7 separate regions of the Mus musculus genome follow, and all the other regions are linked to region 2. The links are chromatin contacts, called in public promoter capture Hi-C maps. All regions are on one chromosome and are shown on one strand. The core of a region is the stretch at or near the end of the contact, and the rest is flanking DNA. Distances in the headings are between cores, read along the strand shown.

Region 1 (2,713 bases), core at 129-2,628, 1.1 Mb before region 2:
TGACAGGACAGCTTCAAACAAGCCGTGTAGCCAACTGTCAAACAGATATGACACTTGCATTTTCTAACCTATTGTCCTGCAAATCAAATGAGATAAACTCTGAGTGCACGTGTAAGACTGCTGTATTACTTGTTGCAACAGAATGGCAAAATAAACTCACAGTGAGAACCAGAGGAAATGCTTGAAAATGCTTGTTCCTTCTTTTCAATCACTGGGAAGTAGGCCCTGCCACAAGGTTTACTGAAGACACTGCATAACAAATGCACCCCTCACCCTCCCTTGGCACTATCCAATCCCACTCTTTCTTGGGGGAACACTAGTAGCCACCCATCCTGCTACAGTAGTTAAAACTACTGTATAAGAAGTAGCTGCCAAGATTCTCATAGGTCAATCTCCCAAGAACAGTGGCCTTGGTAACCATCACATTTGCTACCAGTTGAAATGAAGTTTCATGAAATGAAGTTAGTGTACCAATCCAAAACACCCTCATCCTGCTTTTTCAGGTCTTTCTCCTGCCCCTACTCCCACCCCCCCTCACTCTCTACCCCACAAATGCCCTGCCTCCTGGACTGGGGTGGGCTTTCCAGTGTATTAAACGAGTGGATGGATCGTGCGTATCAGAGAGCGGGGCTGCAAATCATTCAGGGTCAAAGATGTAAGGAATGTAAGAGTCCTCCACGGAGAGGCGGGAGGGGAGAGAAGCGGCGAAGGAATAAAAGAGAAAGACAAGGCTGCCAAAGACAAGGCATGGGAAAGAAGCCAAGCTATGGCGCTTGGAGGGCGGAGGTTTGGGTTCCGCGGTCCCTGCCAAGGCTAGCCCCCAGAACGTTCCCTTCGCCTCCAGGCCTGTCAATCATTGCCATTTAAACTCCATGTTGTCCCTCAGCCCCAGCAATCAGCTCCTCCCGGGTCCTCAGGCTGGCCCAAGGCCACTCCCGCACTTCCCGAGGCTCTCCCTACTCCAGAGGATCTTCCAAAGCTCCAGAGCCCCCAGCTAGCTCACCTCCCGACTCCTCCCAGCTGAGCTCCCTTCCTCCATTTTCCTCCTCCTCTCCACCCTTCCTCCCTACCCCCAGCACTTCGGACCCAGGCACCAATCCACAGGGACCTCGCCCCCTCTCCCCCCCAACCCCCCAGGGTTAGAAGCTCGCCCAGGCGCATTACGCACCACCCGGAACGCAGCCTGGTTTCTCCGGACGCGGGGCCTGGCTGCAGCTGAGGACACGGCGGCCGCGTAGCACACTGTGTGCCCGGTCTCAGCCTTTCCCCGTAGGGGAAGGGGAAGGTAAGGATGGGGAAGAAGGTTCCGACCACTCCTCGCTGTCTCGGGTTAGCCCTTAGCCACGCCCACTGCTGCTACGCAACGGGGCGGAAGCTCGTCACCAAGCCCCGCCTCTCTATTTAACTCGGCGGCGCCTGGATGCTCCTTGCGAGCGGCCTATGAGAGGCGGGGGCTAGCTGGGCCTCCGCTCTGGGCCGGAAGTTCTTAGGACGGACAGTGTAGCCTTTTGGGAGGGAGGGCTCTATGTGCTTCAGGTGTGAAGCTCCGGGGCGACCCTGGGTGTCCCGCCTTGCAGAGTTACTTGGTGCTGGGTGGTGCACGGCTCGGGTGCCAGACCTGGTGCAGCGCTGGGACGAGGTCGCCGCGGGGCAGCTGGTCTGCAGCGTGGCCTGCTGTCCTCCCAGCCCTTCAGTTTCCAGAGCTGTGGTCAGCATCCCGGAGCCTCCCGACCTGTGACTCACAGTCATGGGGATGGATGCTGCTGTTAACTTAGGAGGCCGCAGGATGGAGAGGGAGGGAGTGTCTCACCGCAAAGCTTTGATCTAGGGTGCTGCAGGGGTCGTCCACCTCCCAGCCACACACTCTTGTAGTATTCCTGATGGCTCTTCAAAAACTCAGACCGCCCGAAACATTAATGGATTTGATTTCCTAAGGCTGCAACACTGTGGTTAGGGGAAATGGGTGGGAGAGAACCCGAGGAGAGTCGTGGTGGAGTTTAAAGCGCTCTGTGTTAGGTAAGCGGGGAAGCAAGACAAGGAATGCAATTACATTACCTCTTAGGCTAATCTGGTGTCAAATAGTATTTGTTGTAGATACTCTCTTTTTTAAAGGGCAATTCACATTAGTACATATGTAACTAGCTTATTCGTGAGAATACAGAGCTAGCTGCTTCCTTTGAAGACAATATGACGAGTACCAGAGGAAACTTAAGCTTCTAGGTGTCTCTGAGATACAATAAAATAAGGAAACAGGAATCGGATGTGCCTTTGTGAACCAAGTCAAACTTGCTTCCCTCCCCTCCCTCTCCCCTAGTCAGGGTTTCTCTTTGTTGCCCTGGCTGTCCTGGAATTCACTATGTAGGATAGGCTGGCCTTAAACTCAAGAGATCCGCCTACCTCTTGCCTCCCCAGTGTCCACCTGGCTTGAGGCTTGCTTTTTATGTTCCGGGTTCAACGTCTTTCAAAGGAGAGTGAATCTGCGTATTATCTTTCTATGGCGAAAATGCTGCTTGTCCCAGAGCCCTGAGCCGAACCGTTCGGTACATTAAAGATGATGTGTAAGCTCCTGCCATGTCCAAGGTACTGGCTTTTAACTAACTTTCCATTTTCATGTGTAAAATGGGCAGTGGTGGCGCACGCCTTTATCCCAGTACTTGGGAGGCAGAGGCAGGTGGATTTTTAAGTTGGAGGCCAGGCTGGTCTACAGAGTGAG
Region 2 (2,740 bases), core at 186-2,685:
GCTTCCTGTTTCATGATTGTTAAAGATTAGCATCATGAGGGTGCTTGCAAGGCTCTATGAGACCGGCTGCTTGAGTTTCCTTTCATCACCCTCTCCTGCTTACTCTAGTCCTGTTCCTAAAGATACCGGCATGGCATGCTTATCTTAACTCTGTTGCTCAGCCTCTCCCTTCTATAAAGCTCTAACACCGGGGCTTGGCTCACAGGCTTGGCTTCTGATGACAACCTCTAGTCACCGCCCTGAACTATTCTGCCCTGCTTTTGTTTTTTTTTTCCCTTTTGCTTTATACTGAAATGTAAGTTTTATTGAGAACAGTTTTATCTTTTGCTCCTAATATACCCTGGGTCCCCAGATACTTGGTACATAGTGGGTGCTTATTAGGCATTTGTTAGGAATGAATGGGGAAAAAGCCCCTCCCCCAAGTTCCCTTATAGAGAATTAAGCCCACTGAGCCTAAAGGCAGAGCGGAGCTGGCTGTCTCTGGGGACTGCAGATGCAATATTGCCCTGAGTGTTTCTCTGCAGGGTTGTCCTCTAGGGAAAACTCCCTTGGTCTTCCAGTGTGTGGGACCTGGCTTTCATCAGCAGAGGAGCCCCAGGCCTGAGGGTGCAGAGACAAACAGTGGGCTGGCCTGACGCAATGGTTACACAGTTTAGTTAGGAGACGGGACTGAGGAAAGAAGCAGAGATCAATCAGCCCTGGGAGAAGCAGAAGACCCTGGAGAGATCCCAAATAATTTCCCATAGTTAAAGAGATCCAGGCTGCTCTCTTGTATGGAAACCTAGAAACCTCTGGGGAAAAGGGAAAAACCCATCTATGCTCCTCCCACCAGCACCCCCACTCGCAAAGATCTGTCAGTCTTCGCGTTCTCTTGAACTTGAGAGTCAGCTACTAACGTGGCCATGTTGGCCCCTTGACTGAGGCGCTTCAGCTTGAAAGAGTTGGGGGGAATGAGGCTGGTGAAGAAAAGGCTGAGACAGCCAGAGTCCCCGACTTTGGGGGTGTGTCCTGCTGCCCCGCCTTTCCTGCGAACTGCCCAGGCCTAAGCTGGCCCGCAGTTCGCACTACAGAGACAAGTTCCCGAAGGCAACCGGAGTCCCTCTGCAGAGTGGGGACCAACTCGAGACAAGGGAACGGGAATGCAATCGCCCAATGCAAGAGAGGGCCTGTAAGCACCATTCCTGAATCAGGGATTCCCGGCCTTCACCCTTCCCAGTCTACAAGCTTACAGTGGAAGGGGTGGGGCTACATCCTCCAGAACAGTTGTCTCCAACTTTATAAAATAGCTATGCTGGCCAGGATGGGAAGGTAAGGGTTAGACGGAGCCAGTACTCGCCTCTCTCCTCAGGTTCCGGCTGTTATTCTGGCTCTGTCGCTGCCACCCGCTCATCTTCAACATGATATAATCGACGTGTTAGGCTCAAGATAACTGACCTCAAGAGCGGAGAGCGAGTATCCTTTATGCTGTCCGGCCCCTCCTGGGGGGGGGGCAGGGTCCAGGAGCCTACCAATCAGAAAGCGGCACGCTGGCACTGGCTCCGCCTCATCCCTTACATCCGCCACTCAGGAGTCTCACGGCCCCACCCCCATCGCGCCCTCTGGCTTGAGAGTCTACGTTGTCTCGGACCCGGAAGTGGCTTTGGGTCACGCGGCTTCGCGGAGGAGGTGAGTGAGTCATGCGCGCGCGCGGAGGAGAGCGCGGCGAGGGAGGGGATGGGGGGGCGGGGATGATGCAATGTTTGGCAACCGGTGTCCGCGCGCGCACGCGCAGGGGACGTCGATGGTGGTGGGAGGTGCGGGAGGGGGGCTATGGGGGAGAGAGGAAAGAGGGCGGAGCGCCAGCTCCCAGTGTCCAACGGCCCCAACGGCTGTCCTTCCTGAACTTGTCTGCCCACCTCCCATCACCTTTAACTTACTCCTCCATGAAAGGCTCCCATTTTCCCTGGCCCCTCCCAGCTAATGGGCACCGGGGCTCTGGAACCTCTTTAAAGTTTCCAATTTGTTCACCTGGATTGACATCTCCTCGAATCTTTTAAGAGCTCTCCTCCTCTTTTAGCCTTCTAATGCGTCCCAAAGACTGAGTTCCTTGATAGTCCACCCGCTTCTCTCAGAGAGGCACCTTTAACGCTTGTTTCTGAATCGTCCATTACGTGCTAGGATTGAAGTTCTTTACAGAGTGTAGATTGCTGCCTCCTCCTCATCCCACCCCTGCTTTGTGTGATGCTCTTACGCCCTTCACTAAGCCCAGTATCCACCCTCTTCCTTCTCCGAGATAGCGAGTCCTGTGACTCCCTGCTGAGGAGCTGGCCTCCTGCCTCTAGCTGTCTGAGTTCACGACCTACAGTAGAGCCTGGGACGTGCATGCACTTGAACGCATGATTGCCCTGGACTGGGTCATCAGAGGAAACACAGATTCTAGTTTAATTTGTCCAAGGATTCTACCTTACTCATTTGTAAATTAAACAACGATAAAGGTAAAAAGCAGCTCTGTGGAGAAAACTTGAGTAAAAGTAAAAACATCTTGCAAAACGTATTTTTTTTTTTTTGTGCCATGAAAACAGAGGCCATGTGGTGGCCTATTACATAGTCTGTCGTAGACTCAAGAGGGGCAAGCCAGAGTTTAAGTAGAAACTGAACCAAGACCGGTTGCTATTGGATGGTGCGACGGTGACAGGTCCTTGGCCAGACTGCTCCTTCGCTCCAGACCTTCATTTCCCCTTCTGTTAGTAGAGGTGGGGGG
Region 3 (2,825 bases), core at 309-2,808, 1.1 Mb before region 2:
GTGTGCATGGTGTGTGTGTGAGAATGTGTATGTGTGTGAGTGTATAAATGTGAATGTGTGTGTGTGCATGAGAATGTGTATGTATGTTTATGGTGTGTGTGTGGGTGTGGGAGACGCACATGTGTGTTGTGTGATGTGTGTTTAGCTGGTTCTCTCCATGGGGGCGGGGGGGGGGGGGGGAGTCCTGAGGATTGAATTCAGAGCAAACTGGGTGGCAAGCACCCCTACCCACTGAGCCATCTGGCTAGCCTCGTCTTGACTCTGAGTCTATGACCTTATTTGTGTAAAGCATTTGACTTGTATCACAATGTAGCTTTGATTGCCTGTCTTCTTCCTGCCAGCACATTTCCTTTGTCAGGCAAAGCTCGAATCAATGTGGGGAGCTTTAACCCAGCGTAGGGAAAGCAGAGCTTGCTCTGTGACAGTCGGGAGAATTTTGCTTGCTCTTGCACCCGTCTAGGCTAATCTCTTTCTAATTTGTAGTTTATTTCTCTTCTCTCTTTTTCCTTTGGTCATACTTTTCCCAAGAGCGCTTGTTTTTTCCTTGAATCCTGGGACGTAGTATTCACCTTTGGGCTTTCTGCCTGTGATGTCTCGTCCTCCATTGAGTACACATTTTTCCCCGACAGTGATGGTGCTTTTTTCTAAAAGTAAATTTTGGCTAGTAGTAGCTCACACCTGTAATTCCAGCAACTGGGAAGTGGCAGCAAGAAGGTGCATATGAGTTCAAGGTCAGTGCAGGTTACAGAGCAAGATCATGACACCCCAAAGCCCTCCTGGAGAGCATGCATGTCTGTAATCTCAGCAGCTAAGAGTCAGGACGATATCCAAGAGTTCCAGGGCAACCAAGCTTATATAGCGAGGGCGTCTCAAAGAACAAACAAACCATGTCTTATGTTTGGTTTGGTCTGACAGTAGGGCTTGCTTCTTGTTTAGAGCTGGCTACTCTAAAACTGGGTAGGTAGCCCAGGCTGGCCTGGAACTCGTGGCAACCCTCCTGCTTCTGCCTCAGACTTCTTTCCATAAATATTAGGGAGGAAATTCTGCTCCTAGGGACGTTCATGAAGGAGCACTGCAAATTCAAGGCCTGAATTGTCTTGTCTCGAATAACGAGAAGGGGAGGAAGGGGGAAGGGCGTGTAGATCTAGGAGAGATTATACAAGTCAGCCCAGAACTTGCAAAGTTAATATCCTTTTCCAAAGACATAAACCGGCAGCAGGCACTGCAAAGGCCAGTAGGATGAAAAGAGCCTCTCCTTCTAAAGGGCTCTGAGAAACGTTCCTCTGGACATCGACAGCCATCTGCCGTTGACACGCCCACGACGTCGCCTCTGCGTCTACGTATCAGGTCCTGTGACCACAGACTCGCCAAGTAGTTTGTGCCAGGCGATCTCGCTCCCCCGAGCCATCTCTGCAGCTCCTCCGACACGCACCCAGCGCCCTTTCTTTCACGCCAGAGGTGTCAAAGAAACTACATCTCCCGACAGGCAGCGTTGTCCCTTCCTTCCTCGCGCTCCCTCCTCCCGATCCCTGGCAACGGCGTGACGTGAGGGGACCCAGAGCTGCGGTCACCGCTTCAGTGACAGCCTATCCGGCGCGCGGGCCGGAGCAGGGCGAAGGCAGCCGGAGCTCGCGCCGCCCTTCCTGCCCGGCCTCCCCTACAGCTCGCCGCCGCCGGGAGTGCCAGGCAGGGGCGCGCGCATGGCCTCTGCGGGCGCGCGGAGGCTCCCGGCCCCGACGCGCGCGGCCGCCCGGAGCTGCTGCGGCTTCTCGCTCTGCCGGGGCGCGCGCTCCGTCCCGACCCCGCCCCCGGGCCCTCCGCGGCCGCCGCGTCCAATGAGGTGAGAGGCAGGCACAGACGTCCGCGCAGGACCGGAGGGGGTCGCCCGGCACCCCGAAGTTCAGCGGTGGAGGGTGGCAGCCCTTAGACGGCAGGCCGGAGAAGGGCTGGCATTGGTGGTGCCCTGGGAGTTCGAATGGAGTTCTGGAGATACGCGTACAAGCTAGATGCTCGGGGCGGGTGCGTGCCAGCCACTTCTTGGCCTTCGCCGGCGTTCTGGCTTTGATGTGCCTGGCCTGACCCTGGCGTCAGAGATGCTTCAGTTTGCTTGCAGCAGTAGTGTTGCCTCAAAGGCAGCTGGCACTTAGGACGTGCCCTTCTTTTTCCCATCCCCACCCCTGGCCCTGTCCTCAGCCGCCCTCGACCTTTCGCACTCGTGACTGCCTGGCCAGCCAGCCCAGCTAGCTGCAGCAGGTGCTAGGGGCAGAAAAGCTTGCCCGAACCAACGACCTTCCTCTGTGATGCATCCCTCTTCCCCTTCACCTGAAGTGGTTGAATACAAAAAAAGAATCGTGACGCTGCCTCTCCTTTCTTTTTGGCGCTAGGTTTCTGATTTCCTGTAATCTCTTCTTGCCTCGCGCTGCCCAGGCCTTGGCAGCGGAGGCTGGCCTACCTCATAGTCGTTCCTTCATGGGCTTTGCTGCCCCCTTTACCAACAAGCGAAAGGCTTACTCGGAGCGTAGGATCATGGGGTGAGCATTCCTTTTTTTCCCCTTCAAATAAATAACCATGTACCAGTAGTGGGTAAGATTCATATTGGGCCACTTGTCTCCCCAGCAACGTTTTCGCTGCCAGCCTTTCAACCTAAATTTCCCACCTTAGTTGTTCTGCACGTGTATTAGTCTAGAATTGTGTTACATCATAGAAAGGTAACCGACTAGGTAGTACAGCCTGTAATCTAAGCTTGAAGCTTCCACGGACTACATAGCCAGAGCTGCATCATAGGTATCTCACACACACACATTTTGAGACAGGCTCTCACATAG
Region 4 (2,700 bases), core at 113-2,612, 1.2 Mb before region 2:
CATCTCTATCTAATTGCCAGAGCTGAAGTCCCGACGTGTAGACTTTGAGACGTTCCTGCCCATGCTGCAGGCAGTGGCCAAGAACCGGGACCAAGGCACATATGAGGACTACCTAGAGGGGCTTCGTGTGTTTGACAAAGAGGGCAACGGCAAGGTCATGGGTGCAGAGCTCAGACATGTTCTTACCACTCTCGGTGAGGCAGGGCCCAGAGCTGTGGGGTGGAGAAGTGGGGGGTCCTGGAAGAGCTAAGTAGAGCCTAGAATGGGTTTATGGTCCTGCAGTTATGGGCAGGAGACTCAAGAGGGCCAGCATTGTGGAGACAGATCACCTAGAGGCTAAAGTGTCCAGCTATGAGCCAAGGGCAGGGAATGCAATGTCCCCCTTTGCAAGCCACAATTGTGTTGATTCCATGCAAGTCTCAACCCCGGCAGCTTGTTTCGCTGTCAAGTCAAAGCTTTCACCTGCTCCAAGGCACCGTTGATATGAAAAAGGGCAAGGGTGGGAGGATGAACCACCCTGAGAATGTCTTGGGCTGGTGAGGCAGGGAAGGCGGGGGACTCTAACTGTTTTTGGGTTCAGGAGAGAAGATGACTGAGGAAGAGGTAGAGACTGTTCTGGCAGGCCACGAGGACAGCAACGGCTGCATCAACTATGAGGGTGAGGGGGCAGGATGGCCAGGGAGTAAGGAGACTTGAGGGGGGTGGGAGTACCCTCAGTTACCCGAAGGTCAGTTTCTCAAGTCCTCTCGTCTCCTTTCGTGCAGCCTTCCTGAAGCATATCCTAAGCCTCTGAGCTCCGCAGGTGGCCCTCCAGCCAGCCCCTGGTATCCGCTTGAGAGGCAAGGGTCCTCGATCCACCAGATAGAAGCGCAGGCAGTGCGTCTCCGCGCCCGTCCGTAGCGCAGCCGCCAGGGCTGGACTATTTCCTTCCCCACCCCCCACCCCCTCCCACCCCCACCCCACCCCAGCCCCGACTCCCACCCCACGTAGAACCTGCAGCGACGGAAACTTGCCCCACCTCCTGTGCGGCCAGAAGCGCGTTCCTGCCACTAGGGGGCACTTACAGTTTTGAAATAAAAACATGGTTCCTGCTTCGGTTTCCGACAGTTTTCTTTTGAGAAAGAGGAAGGACGGGAGCGGGTAGTCCTCTCTTCTGCAAAAGCCCAAATCCTCTGCTCTTGGTGCAGCTCGGAAGAAAGGTTTCCGAGAGTCCCAACCCAGGCCCCCCTGCTAGATTCCTGAGCCGAGGTAGGGCGCCCCCCCCCCACCTCATTAATAATGTAGTGATGTCATCTGCATGAGCCCAGACTAGCGTGCCTATTGGATGAAACGGCGGAGGGTGACGTCATGCGCCATGGGACGTACTAAGGCTGGGGTTGGGTAGGGCGTCGGAGCCATTACTGCCGGAAAAGGTCCAGCAGAGCTCAGCAGCCAAGATGGTGGGCCCTGGGAATCGGGAGATCAGGGGGATTTGGGGCAAGGAGAGGACCGCGGGTGGGAGTAGAGAAAGCAGTGGACGTGGGCACGCCCAGGTTTTGGAAGGTTGGCTGTGGGATTGGAATGTCTAGGGCTTTGCCCTGGGAAGCGAATCCTCGGCTTCAAACAGGAGTTTGTAAAGCCGGGATAGAAGCTTGCGGGGTTGGACCTCAGGTAACTGACCAATCCCTTCTTCTCCGAGCAGTGTGACTTCACCGAGGACCAGACCGCAGGTAGGCAGTCTCTGACCCGCAGCTCAGGTCATCCTTACCGAGAGGGACCCCCTTCCTTTAGCATCTATCTTCTGATCCCAACCTGTCACCTCCAGCGCTCCCAGGAGAGTGCCCCGTGGATTTCCTTCTGCTCTAGATCCTCCATTTTCTTTTCTCATTCTTTCTTCCTTCCCCTTCCACTCCAGATCTGAGCCCCAAGCGCTGGGTGAGTTTTAGGTGGTGTGGGTGTGTGAAACAATTTGACTAGTGCCTGTTATGTGTCGGGTCTATTACGCTTGTGGTTTGCTGCTTCTTTTTTTGCCTCTCCTCTGATAACTGTCCCCTCCTTAAGCTTGGATTCTGAGTACTGTAGAGGGCAGTGCCTTGATATTTTGTTAAGATGGGCACTGGAGAGTTTGCTAAGGATGTGGCTTCACCTCTTGGAAGGTCTCCCGGAGGGGAAGGGTGGGAGTGGGAGGCTAGAGTCCAGGCTCTTACTTCCTTATATGGGCAGGACCTAGCCTGGGCGGTGGCAGATTCCTGCGGAGTTGTATAGTAGTGGTGGAGAGCCTAGCCTGCCGCAGCTCAGGGGGTGTGTAAACAGATGGCTACCACCTTAAGGTAAGGGAAAGAAGGTTGCCTGTCTTTATGTGGGGCATTTGAGTTGATAGAAATAGATCCCTAGGAGTAGTCTTGTGTATAGAGGAGGACAAGATATCTGGTTTCTGCAGCATGACTTAAGTTGAATTGGCAGCAGAGCTGTGCAGCAAGCACGGGGCTAATCCCTGGTGCTGCCGTTCTTCTGAATCCTCAGAATTCAAGGAGGCTTTCCAGCTGTTTGACCGAACAGGTGATGGCAAGATCCTGTACAGCCAGTGTGGGGATGTGATGCGGGCCCTGGGCCAGAACCCTACCAACGCCGAGGTGCTCAAGGTCCTAGGGAACCCCAAGAGTGATGGTGAGCATTTCAAGAATGTAGTGGGTTCATGGTTGTTCAGCTAAAGTCATCCCT
Region 5 (2,778 bases), core at 28-2,527, 1.0 Mb before region 2:
CTAACTCTCATCAGTTCAACTCAGTTTTGACTACCTGCAAAGAGCTGTCCTTGGGCAAAGACCAGATAAAGATTTCTAATACACCCTTTCAGCCTTCAGAAAGGGGTATAGTTCTTACCCCATGGCTCCCCACCCACAGCATCTCCTCATGTAAATCAAAGTGGGAGACAGACACAGGCACTCCCACTTCAGCCACCACGCTGTGCAACTCAGAGTAGACACCTTCCATTATGTGCACTGACTCCTGGACAGGAAGAGCCTCCAAGGCCACTCCCTCTGGGTCTAGCTCCACATTCTGTAGCAAACTTGGATTCAGGTGGGCATCCAGGACTGGGTCCAGGGTAGAATGCATAGCTGGGGAAAATTCGGCCAGTCCAGGATCCAGACCCTCAAAGTTCATGACGATAGTGGCCGCTGGTCAGACCGGAGTCACACCCTCCCTTGCCACGCTTCCTACAGACAAGTGACCCAGCCTTCAGGAGGACAGCACCAGTGAACCTAGAATGGACATTCTGGCCTGCAAGGGAAAGAGGCAGCGCAGTCAGGGATAGGCCTAGGTACTGGAAGTATCTTCTATGTGGACAGGACAATCAGGTAGGCAGAGGGGATGAGACTGCCAGGCAAAGACGGAAGCATGCATGAAGAGGACAAGGGCAACGCTGTACTGTGAGTGGCATGACAGTGTCCCTTACTCTGCACCTCTAAACTTCCTAAGTTCCCTGCCAGCCCACCAAATGATCTAACTCTTGACTTCCCTTTCTCCTGAACCACAAGGTGAAGGGAGCGGGTTTGATAGGGGCTGGAGTTCGGGGGAGAGCTCTGAAATGCTTGTTTCTTAGAATTGGACATGAGACAAAGGGGCTGGGCGGTGAAGGGGGCAAGACAAGCCAGTTTCCCAGAATCCTTTACAGTGGTTACCCAGCATTCTCCAGGGGGTGGGTAACAAGAACGGCCAGTTACCCACAAACGGGGCGGGGGTAAGGGGGAAGTAATGGAAACGGATAGCTACCCAGAATTCTTTGAGCGAACCAGAGAAACTGGTTACCCAGAATTCTCCCCCAGCGCAGGGGACGGGAGGGGAAGGATTAGGGCAAAGGTCAAGACGTGTTCCTGGGATGCTTACGGGGAATGGGTCATTACCAAGATTTCTCCATGGCGGATATTTTGGAGCGCGTGGAATTCAAACGAGTAGGGGGTAGAGAAAGCGCCGTCAGCTCCGCGGGAAATTCCAGTTTCCCTACTACTCCCCCGCCTCTAGCTCAACCTAACCCAAGCAAGACGGACGGTGGATTGGCAGCCATCGCTTCCAATCAGCGGGGGCCACGGGCTCATCCCAGCCAATCAGAAAAAGCCAGGTACAGGCAGCGCCTGAGAAGGAGAGTGACGTAGCCTCCGCCAAAACAAGGTTACGGAATGCCACCGGGGACAAACTGAATCAGGCGCGGATCTATTTGGTGTTACGAAAAGTAATCCCTTCGCTCTCAGGCTTTGTTAAGCAAAATTAACTTTAGACTTTGAAGCCAAGCTTTTACGCTCCCTGAATAAGAACTAGACTAAAGGGGCGCCAGAGGCTAAGCACTGGGACTCGCCCGGTGGGTATTCCCAGCGTGGCCTTCATCATTCCCGGCGTATAGACCTTCATCTTGCTGTGCCTGTGAGCCATTCCAATACCTCTGACCCTGTACCCCCGAAACTCACTGGCATTTCCTATGACTTCTAGATGTGGGGAAGAAAAAGGAAGCGGGAGCCTGACTTCTAGTGTGGCCCAAGTGGCCACCTTTTCTCTATTTCTAGAGGCATCCATCTGAAATTCCCATCAATGTTTGTGTCGTCCCCAGAGGTCCCCTAATTTTCCCAAGAAACAAGTCTCCTAGACTGTCAAAATTCCCCTAGACCGTGGAGCTGGACATTGACCCCAAGAGAGAGATAAACAGTAAACTGAGTCAACTGAGCTGTAGCTATTCTGAGGGGTTCTTGATTAATCTCCAACTAAGAGATCCTACTGCCTCTCCCTCTCCTGTGAGAGTGTGTCACCGTGTCTAAAATATTTGGGGGTACTGGCTGTGTACTAAACTGCTTTGGAATTGGTCCAGGCTGTGAGATGTCTTAGGTTGCCCAAACTCAGCTCTGTCATCTCTGTTTTTAAAGGCCCTGTGCCACTAGTGGTCCATACCTACAATACCTGCATTATTAAAGCAGAGGCAGGAATCCCTTACAAATTCGAGGCCAGCCTAGGCTACATAGATAGTAAGGACCAGGCTTGCTATGGCTACATGGTGAATATCCCTTTCAACAGGTGCCTGTGGAAGAAAGTTCTCACCAATAATAAACACCAATAATAAAACTTTTAAAGCATTTATTGGGCCAGGCATAGTGGAGGTATATTTGTAATGGCAGTAATCCTGAGGCAGGAGGATTAGTGTTCAAGGTTAGCTTCTTCTATATAGCAAGTCCCAGGCTAGTCAGGTTACATGAGACCCTGTTTCAAACAAACAAAAACCAGGCTAAGTGGGATGGCAATCCCACCACTCAGGAGGCAGAATGGATTTCTGTGAATTTGAGGACAGCTTGGTCTACGTAGTGAATTCTAGGCCGACCAAGGTTAGACAGTGAGACCCTGTCTCAAAACACCCCCCTCATCCAAATAAAAATGTATTTCTTTTCAAAAAGGTGAAAGAGGATTTCAAGATGGTACAGCAGGTAAGGATACTGCTACCAACTGTCAGGGTCTGAGTTCCATCCCTGAGACTCAATGTGGTTGTCTTCACATTCATACTG
Region 6 (2,700 bases), core at 99-2,598, 1.0 Mb before region 2:
GTTGCCAGACACAGAAAAGCCCCAAGATAAACCCTACAAGTTTTGTGGTACATCTGACAACTATGCATCTCACACAGAAAGTTAATACCATTCTAAGTCTTTTCTTTCCTCCAGGTGTACTTTGCTTCAAACTATCTACTGATGAGAAAAACCTATTAGTTCCTTTAAAACTAAAACAGAAGCCAAGGTCATTTGTGGGACTGTCCCCACTTGGGTTAGAGCTGAAATTCCCTCAGCATAGCTGGGTCTCTGTTTAAAGGCCCAAGTTATGCTGAGCAAAAAAGTAGTGATAACGTGAAATTAAGAGTTATCCCTACTTGGACTTGAACTTCAGAATTCAAAAGGCAAACCATCAAATTAAAGGGCCGCCAGGGAATAAGGGGAAGTACTCCTGGTAGGTAGTAGAATTGAGTCATGTGACCTTGGTGTTACTACCTCACGCCTGTCTTCATTTATTGGCCTGTAGCTTGGAGGAACAACCTTTCTGGTTCTACCTAGAGCCTGATGTGATACATAATCAGCAGGTTTAACAGAAATGCCCCACCCTATTCAAGCTCCTCCTATATACATTAAGTGCAGGAGTCCCAAGGACAAAGAGGAGCTGGGGGGCTCTAGTCCCCTAACAAAACTAAAACGGCGGGGTCACTTACAGGCTTCAATTACAGTGAGGAAAGAAACAGGTCCTGACAGGACTCACCCTACAAAGCAGAGCCCAAATTAGCCCCAGTGACCAAGTGAGCATATTTATACATCCCCCACTCCTCCTCCAACAGTTCTCTCCCTAATTCGGGGGACCACGCCACATCTTTGCTCTCTGGCCTTGCAGCCAGGGCCCTGCATCCCTCGCTTGCACCTTGGATACTTGATATGACAGAAGGCGGGCCTCCCGGCCGCCGGGGGCTGCAGGCCGGGGCCGGCAGCGTTCACCTTAGCCGGAAGGGCACGCAGCACATGGCCTAGGAGCTCTGGGAAGGGTTGGCGGCTCGCCAGGGTCGGGCCCCTTTAAGGCGCGGAGGGCTGCGCTCCGGTGTGGGAGGGAGAGCCGGTGCCGGAGGCCCTGCGGTCGCCTCAGCCCCACCCCGCGCGCCACGGCGCGCTCCCTCCTTTAAGCTCACCTTGGCTCCCAAGAGCCGGGTTGCTGCAGTGAGTAGAGCCATGGCGGGCGAAACTCCGGGACCTGGCGGGAAGGGACCGAAGGGAGAGAGCTACAGCTGCAACAGGAGCGGTCGCCGCTGTGATGGAGACCGCGCCAACCGGCGGACAAGGTTGAAAGGAGGCGGCTGAGGGGAAGGGTAGACAAACCGGCACAGGCGCCCAGCCCAGGGTCCTCGGCGAGGCCCCGCCCTCTGCCCGAAACTTGAGCCCGCCCCCCTCCGGCGACCCACCCCGGCCTCGACCATTGGCCCAAAATGGAAGAGGGGCGGGATCTGAGCCTTTGACAGATGTTATCGCGGGGAGGATTGGACCGTACGGATTAGGCTAATTAGGAGTGGGTGGGAAAGGGATTGTAGGTGTCTAAGGATGTGCCTGAGAACTCAGTTAACTTCCTTCTTTGGCTTTTCCCTTTGCCCTTAACACATTTCGGGTTCTCCGGAGAATGCTGAAGATAAAGCTCCAGCACGCGACGTTTGAAGGTCACTGAACACTGCAACTGACCATTGCACTTCCTCTACCTGCTTGGCATGCTTTCTTAAAGAATGTCTTTGGTTAATGACTTCATGGCCGTGGAGGTGACATCACGCAGAAAGCCCGCTATGATGCCAGAGTTAGTTGCTTGATGGTCATTTGTGAACAGAAGAAATCTTGAAATTACAGATACTGACCCCGTTATGTGGAGAAGAGCAAAACCAGAAGCCTGAATGTTTAGTGATGTTTGTGAACTATATGGAGTCTAAGTCTTACAAAAGCCCCCTTAATATGAAGGAACCTTTCAGTCTTTGGGTCCTGGGCCTTATGATTCTGACATTCTTCATAAAACCCCATATCATAAAACCCCATAGAGCCAGCCCACCTCAGACACAGGATCAGGAGCTGCAACTCTCCACTCAAGATCAGGTGTTAGACACTCTCTTTTCGTCCCATCATTCACAGTATTTCCAAAGGACTCGAGGACGTTTATCCTACTTGGCTCTCTCTCTTATTTCTCCCTCAGAAAACATTGCAGTGAATGACACAAGGATTTAATGATCTTACACATCACTCTTAAATGCCCCGGGGTAGAACACCTCAGAACTTCTGTACTTTCCTGTGCCTACTGTGAAATTGGCCTAAGGGTGGAGAGAAGCTGACCCAATGATCAGAGCACCTTATCTGTAACCACCAAGCCTCAAATGTACAATCCTTTTATCTCACCACATGACAGTAACAAAGTGCAGAGGTCTCAGTATCCATGTAAGCCAAGTTCAGATAGTCCTTGTTTATAGAGGATGTAGTTTGTGGCTTAGACTTGGAAAAGAGAAAGAAAACCCCTATTTCCTCAAGTTTTCTCATATACATATTCATATCTGCCCAGTAGTGTTGTTCTAGCTTGGAAGTCAGGTAGTTCTTATGAGAGAACTTTATCAAGAGAAGCTGCGCCTCTTGAGAAGCAATAACCTTAGACCACCTCCCCGGGGACTTCAAAGCTTCACTGATCAATATTGGCTCCCAATTTAGCATCTCACATGGGGTTTCCTCATAACCCCAGAATAGTCTGACCTG
Region 7 (2,857 bases), core at 205-2,704, 1.2 Mb before region 2:
AATCCGTGAACTCAAACACTTCCGTACCATACCTACCTTGCTACCTGGGATCCTACCTTTCTGTTCTGTTCACTGAGCCAGGAAGCTACTTTCTCTTTACCTTTTGACCCTTATTTCCTCTACCCTAATTAGAGTCAGCACCTCTCGGTGGGAGGTATAAAGAGATCCGTGAAGGGAGAAGTAAATGACAAAGAGTTAAGCACTTGAAAGCTGAAGCAGGTCACAGCTGTCAAAGCCTTCGGGGCTTCACACCAAGACCCTAGACCGATCTCCCTTTAAAAGGTCAAAGGCAGAAAACTGGGAACCAGAGCCTCACGCTGAGGGTGCACACAAGTCACAGACCCAACAGCTGTTTGTCAAGAGTCTGACACCCAACAGAGAGACCCCAAATGGTTTCAGGGCTAAACTCAAACCAGAATTAGTGGAGCTTTCTGAAGCTGTCCACTGTACTCTGACAGGCTGGCTGCAAGGCTGGAGTAGCAAGAGTTGGGGGCTGTAAAACAAAGCAAGGGAAAAGAACCCTTAGCCGGGGTTGGTGAGGAAGCAGCCCATATCGAAGACAAAAAAGAAAAACGAAAAAAAGCCCAGACACCATGAAGACACAAGAATAAAAATTGGTTAAAAAAAAAAAAAAAGATAGATAGGGCTTCTTGAACCCTTTTGTTCCCCATCCTTATTTCCAGTTACAGGGTGGGGGTGGGGACTAGCGATATGAAGCTTATCCGAGCCTCTGGACCTCAAACCCAAAGCAATGCCAGGCTGGCTGGCTTGCAGAGGACTTCATTATGAAAGGAGGGTTGGAGGGGCTGCTGCCCTAGACTGCCATGTCCTGTCCCCTGAGAGGTTTGCAGCCCTTTAGAAGGAGACTAGGGTAACCCTGGGAGACAGGTGATTTCCCCAGGTAGAGACGCTTTTCAACGGCCTGCTCCGCGCCCGTCTACCCTCCTGCTCTGCCATCTGTCTCAGGACGTACACAAAGCACCACCGGGGAGGCCTGGGCCGCTCTGGCGTCTGGCTCGGCGCGGGGCTCCGGCGGGGGCCCCGCGGCTCGCACACCGGAGGGGAGGAGGCGCGCGGCGGCACCGGTCAGCCTGGAGGGCGAGGGCTGCCGGGCCCGGGCCGCCGCCCGGAGCCGCCGCCGCCCCCGCCAACGCCGCTGCGCTGCACCGGGGCAGAGGGCACGGTGGGGGAGGGGTGGGGGAGGGGCGCGGGCGGGCGGGCGGGAGGCGCGGGGAGGCCTCGGGGAGGGGCGCGGCGGCCGCCGCAGGGTGGGCCGGCCCCGGGAGCGGCGGCCAGGGGCCCTTTGTCCCCGCGCGGCGCTGCCCGCGTACCTTCTTGTAGTTCTTGCCGAGCCAGAGCCGCACGTTGTCGAACTGGGTCACGGTGTCCGCGGCCTCGTAGTACTTCACGTTGGGGCCGCCGTCCTTCTTCCGCACCGCCATCTTCTCGGGCTCGGGCCCCGCCGCCGCCCGCCCCGCTCAGCTCAGCTCCCGCCTCCTCCTCCGCCCGCCTCCCGCCGCCTCCCGCCGCCACGACCGCCGCCTCCCGCCGCCTGGGCCCCGGCCGGCGGAGCGCCCCCTGCCGGCGGCCCTGCGTAGCGGTGGCGGGCGAGCCCGAGCGCGCTCGGCGGACACCCCGGCAGCAGCGGCGGTGGGAGGCGGGCGAGCCCGAGCGCGCTCGGCGGACTTCCCCGCAGCGGCAGCCCGGCTGCTTCCCCGGGTCTCGCAGGACGCGGCTGTAGGACAGCGGAGCCCTCCCCGACTTGGTCTCGCAGCGGCAGTGGGGCTTACTGTTCCACTCCACGGGGAAGCCGGGAGCCCCGGGTCTGCAGCTCCGCCCCGTAACCCCGAGTGGCCCCCGGCACGTACGTTCCCGTGGAACTCTTTCGCTCCAATAAGTTCCTTCCAACCATTCCTGTTTCAACCCACGAGTGTCCCTGACGCTCCTCGTCCCGGTGCACCCAGCACCCCTGGTGCTACCCGGGGGGGTCAGGTGAGGGGTCTCCTCCCTCTGATCTTCGGGTCTCGCCAGTCGCCTCCGCTTTAGGAGTCGGCTGGCGAGCCCCGATTCTTCGACCCAGGTTCAAGCATTGTGGCGCGAAGGTGCGAGGGAGGGAGCGGCTCTGGGTACGAGCCTCGGGCCGCGACCCTGCACCGGTCCGCTCGCACCCAGTCACCCGTGCGGACCCTTTCTGTAAGCGCGCGGCCAACCATAGTTTTGGGAGTCACGGTGGCCGAGTGGTTAAGGCGTTGGACTCGAAATCCAATGGGGTTTCCCCGCACAGGTTCGAATCCTGTTCGTGACGGCAGTTTTTCGTATTTTTTTTCCCCCCTCCTATTAACCAGTAGTTGAGTGGTTGAAAGTGAAAAGGCAGCACTACTCCTTTAGGTTAGACCAGGGTGACATACAAACCAAATTGGGCATCGCTGTATTCGCTGTTAGGATACCAGGCACTTTGAGATATTTTTGAGAATTCTGTAACATTTCATAACAATGAAGAGTAGTCGTTTTGTTTGGGAAAGCTAGTCAAACCTAAGATTTCTAAACAGGGCATCTTTGGAGTTTGTGACCAAAAGTGGAGCCTTGAAGTCTGGTGACTGGAGACACAGAAACAAGCGTTTCTCATTTGGATTTTTCTTTTTAATTTAGACAGGGACTCATGTGCACAGGCTGCCCTTGAACTTGCCTTGCAGCCAAGAATGACTTTAAATTTCTGATCCTCCTGCCTCTACCTCTCAAGTACTAGGAGTTACAGGTGTGCCTGAGCATGCCAGGATCCTTTGCGGCTCGGAACTGAATCCAGGGGTTCAATTTGTTCGATAGGTAAGCATTCTGTTTCGCTACATTCCCTAGCCCT

The links. Promoter capture Hi-C pulls out the DNA fragments that hold promoters and counts their contacts.
Region 1: a promoter capture Hi-C map of liver shows a contact between it and region 2, with 5 times the contacts expected there. The contact joins the promoter of Rnf41 here to the promoter of Ddit3 in region 2. A contact is called at or near these places in 15 of 39 promoter capture datasets (the 3T3-L1 cell line, the C10 cell line, the HPC-7 cell line and 10 more), 5 of 115 datasets of contacts at active chromatin or transcription factors (astrocytes, embryonic stem cells, fibro-adipogenic progenitors and 2 more) and 2 of 9 other capture datasets (adipose tissue and macrophages).
Region 3: a promoter capture Hi-C map of liver shows a contact between it and region 2, with 4 times the contacts expected there. The contact joins the promoter of Coq10a here to the promoter of Ddit3 in region 2. A contact is called at or near these places in 17 of 39 promoter capture datasets (the 3T3-L1 cell line, the C10 cell line, the SN4741 cell line and 11 more), 4 of 484 Hi-C or Micro-C datasets (B cells, Th1 cells, embryonic stem cells and 1 more), 6 of 115 datasets of contacts at active chromatin or transcription factors (astrocytes, embryonic forebrain, embryonic stem cells and 2 more) and 3 of 9 other capture datasets (adipose tissue, liver and macrophages).
Region 4: a promoter capture Hi-C map of liver shows a contact between it and region 2, with 5 times the contacts expected there. The contact joins the promoter of Myl6 here to the promoter of Ddit3 in region 2. A contact is called at or near these places in 20 of 39 promoter capture datasets (the 3T3-L1 cell line, 3T3-L1-derived adipocytes, the C10 cell line and 13 more), 5 of 484 Hi-C or Micro-C datasets (B cells, CD8 T cells, embryonic stem cells and 2 more), 8 of 115 datasets of contacts at active chromatin or transcription factors (Th17 cells, astrocytes, embryonic forebrain and 4 more) and 4 of 9 other capture datasets (adipose tissue, embryonic stem cells, macrophages and 1 more).
Region 5: a promoter capture Hi-C map of pre-B cells shows a contact between it and region 2, with 4 times the contacts expected there. The contact joins the promoter of Pan2 here to the promoter of Ddit3 in region 2. A contact is called at or near these places in 11 of 39 promoter capture datasets (the 3T3-L1 cell line, the C10 cell line, the HPC-7 cell line and 7 more), 1 of 484 Hi-C or Micro-C datasets (B cells), 10 of 115 datasets of contacts at active chromatin or transcription factors (acute myeloid leukemia, astrocytes, differentiating embryonic stem cells and 4 more) and 1 of 9 other capture datasets (liver).
Region 6: a contact with region 2 is called in a promoter capture Hi-C map of liver, with 4 times the contacts expected there. The contact joins the promoter of Cs here to the promoter of Ddit3 in region 2. A contact is called at or near these places in 20 of 39 promoter capture datasets (the 3T3-L1 cell line, the HPC-7 cell line, the SN4741 cell line and 12 more), 8 of 115 datasets of contacts at active chromatin or transcription factors (Th17 cells, embryonic forebrain, embryonic stem cells and 3 more) and 3 of 9 other capture datasets (adipose tissue, liver and macrophages).
Region 7: a contact with region 2 is called in a promoter capture Hi-C map of liver, with 7 times the contacts expected there. The contact joins the promoter of Smarcc2 here to the promoter of Ddit3 in region 2. A contact is called at or near these places in 9 of 39 promoter capture datasets (the 3T3-L1 cell line, the C10 cell line, the SN4741 cell line and 5 more), 5 of 115 datasets of contacts at active chromatin or transcription factors (astrocytes, cardiomyocytes, microglia and 2 more) and 1 of 9 other capture datasets (liver).

The regions. Positions count from the first base shown.
Region 1 is chr10:128,410,281-128,412,993 of GRCm38.p6, reverse strand. It overlaps Rnf41 (ring finger protein 41), which reads right to left and starts at 1,378. Exons shown (of 7, transcript NM_001164237.1): 1 at 1,169-1,378. It also overlaps a transcript of Nabp2 not described here.
Region 2 is chr10:127,289,488-127,292,227 of GRCm38.p6, reverse strand. It overlaps Ddit3 (DNA-damage inducible transcript 3), which reads right to left and starts at 1,435. Exons shown (of 4, transcript NM_007837.4): 1 at 1,337-1,435. It also overlaps a transcript of Mbd6 not described here.
Region 3 is chr10:128,367,713-128,370,537 of GRCm38.p6, reverse strand. Coq10a (coenzyme Q10A) reads left to right here and starts at 1,558. Exons shown (of 5, transcript NM_001374700.1): 1 at 1,558-1,840; 2 at 2,385-2,531. The coding sequence starts at 1,701.
Region 4 is chr10:128,492,548-128,495,247 of GRCm38.p6, reverse strand. Myl6 (myosin, light polypeptide 6, alkali, smooth muscle and non-muscle) reads left to right here and starts at 1,362. Exons shown (of 7, transcript NM_001317218.1): 1 at 1,362-1,439; 2 at 1,682-1,709; 3 at 2,503-2,646. The coding sequence starts at 1,437. It overlaps Myl6b (myosin, light polypeptide 6B), which reads left to right. Exons shown (of 7, transcript NM_172259.1): 5 at 21-194; 6 at 581-658; 7 at 765-1,091. The coding sequence ends at 793.
Region 5 is chr10:128,301,834-128,304,611 of GRCm38.p6, reverse strand. It overlaps Pan2 (PAN2 poly(A) specific ribonuclease subunit), which reads right to left and starts at 1,277. Exons shown (of 26, transcript NM_133992.3): 1 at 1,141-1,277; 2 at 119-517. The coding sequence starts at 400.
Region 6 is chr10:128,336,375-128,339,074 of GRCm38.p6, reverse strand. It overlaps Cs (citrate synthase), which reads right to left and starts at 1,348. Exons shown (of 11, transcript NM_026444.4): 1 at 1,116-1,348. The coding sequence starts at 1,157. It overlaps Gm51822 (a long non-coding RNA gene), which reads left to right. Exons shown (of 2, transcript XR_003949053.1): 2 at 1-1,936.
Region 7 is chr10:128,457,912-128,460,768 of GRCm38.p6, reverse strand. Smarcc2 (SWI/SNF related, matrix associated, actin dependent regulator of chromatin, subfamily c, member 2) reads right to left here and starts at 1,454. Exons shown (of 29, transcript NM_001372395.1): 1 at 1,332-1,454. The coding sequence starts at 1,442. It overlaps n-TScga2 (a tRNA gene), which reads left to right and starts at 2,224; the gene lies at 2,224-2,305. Mir8105 (microRNA 8105) reads right to left here and starts at 2,089; the gene lies at 2,001-2,089.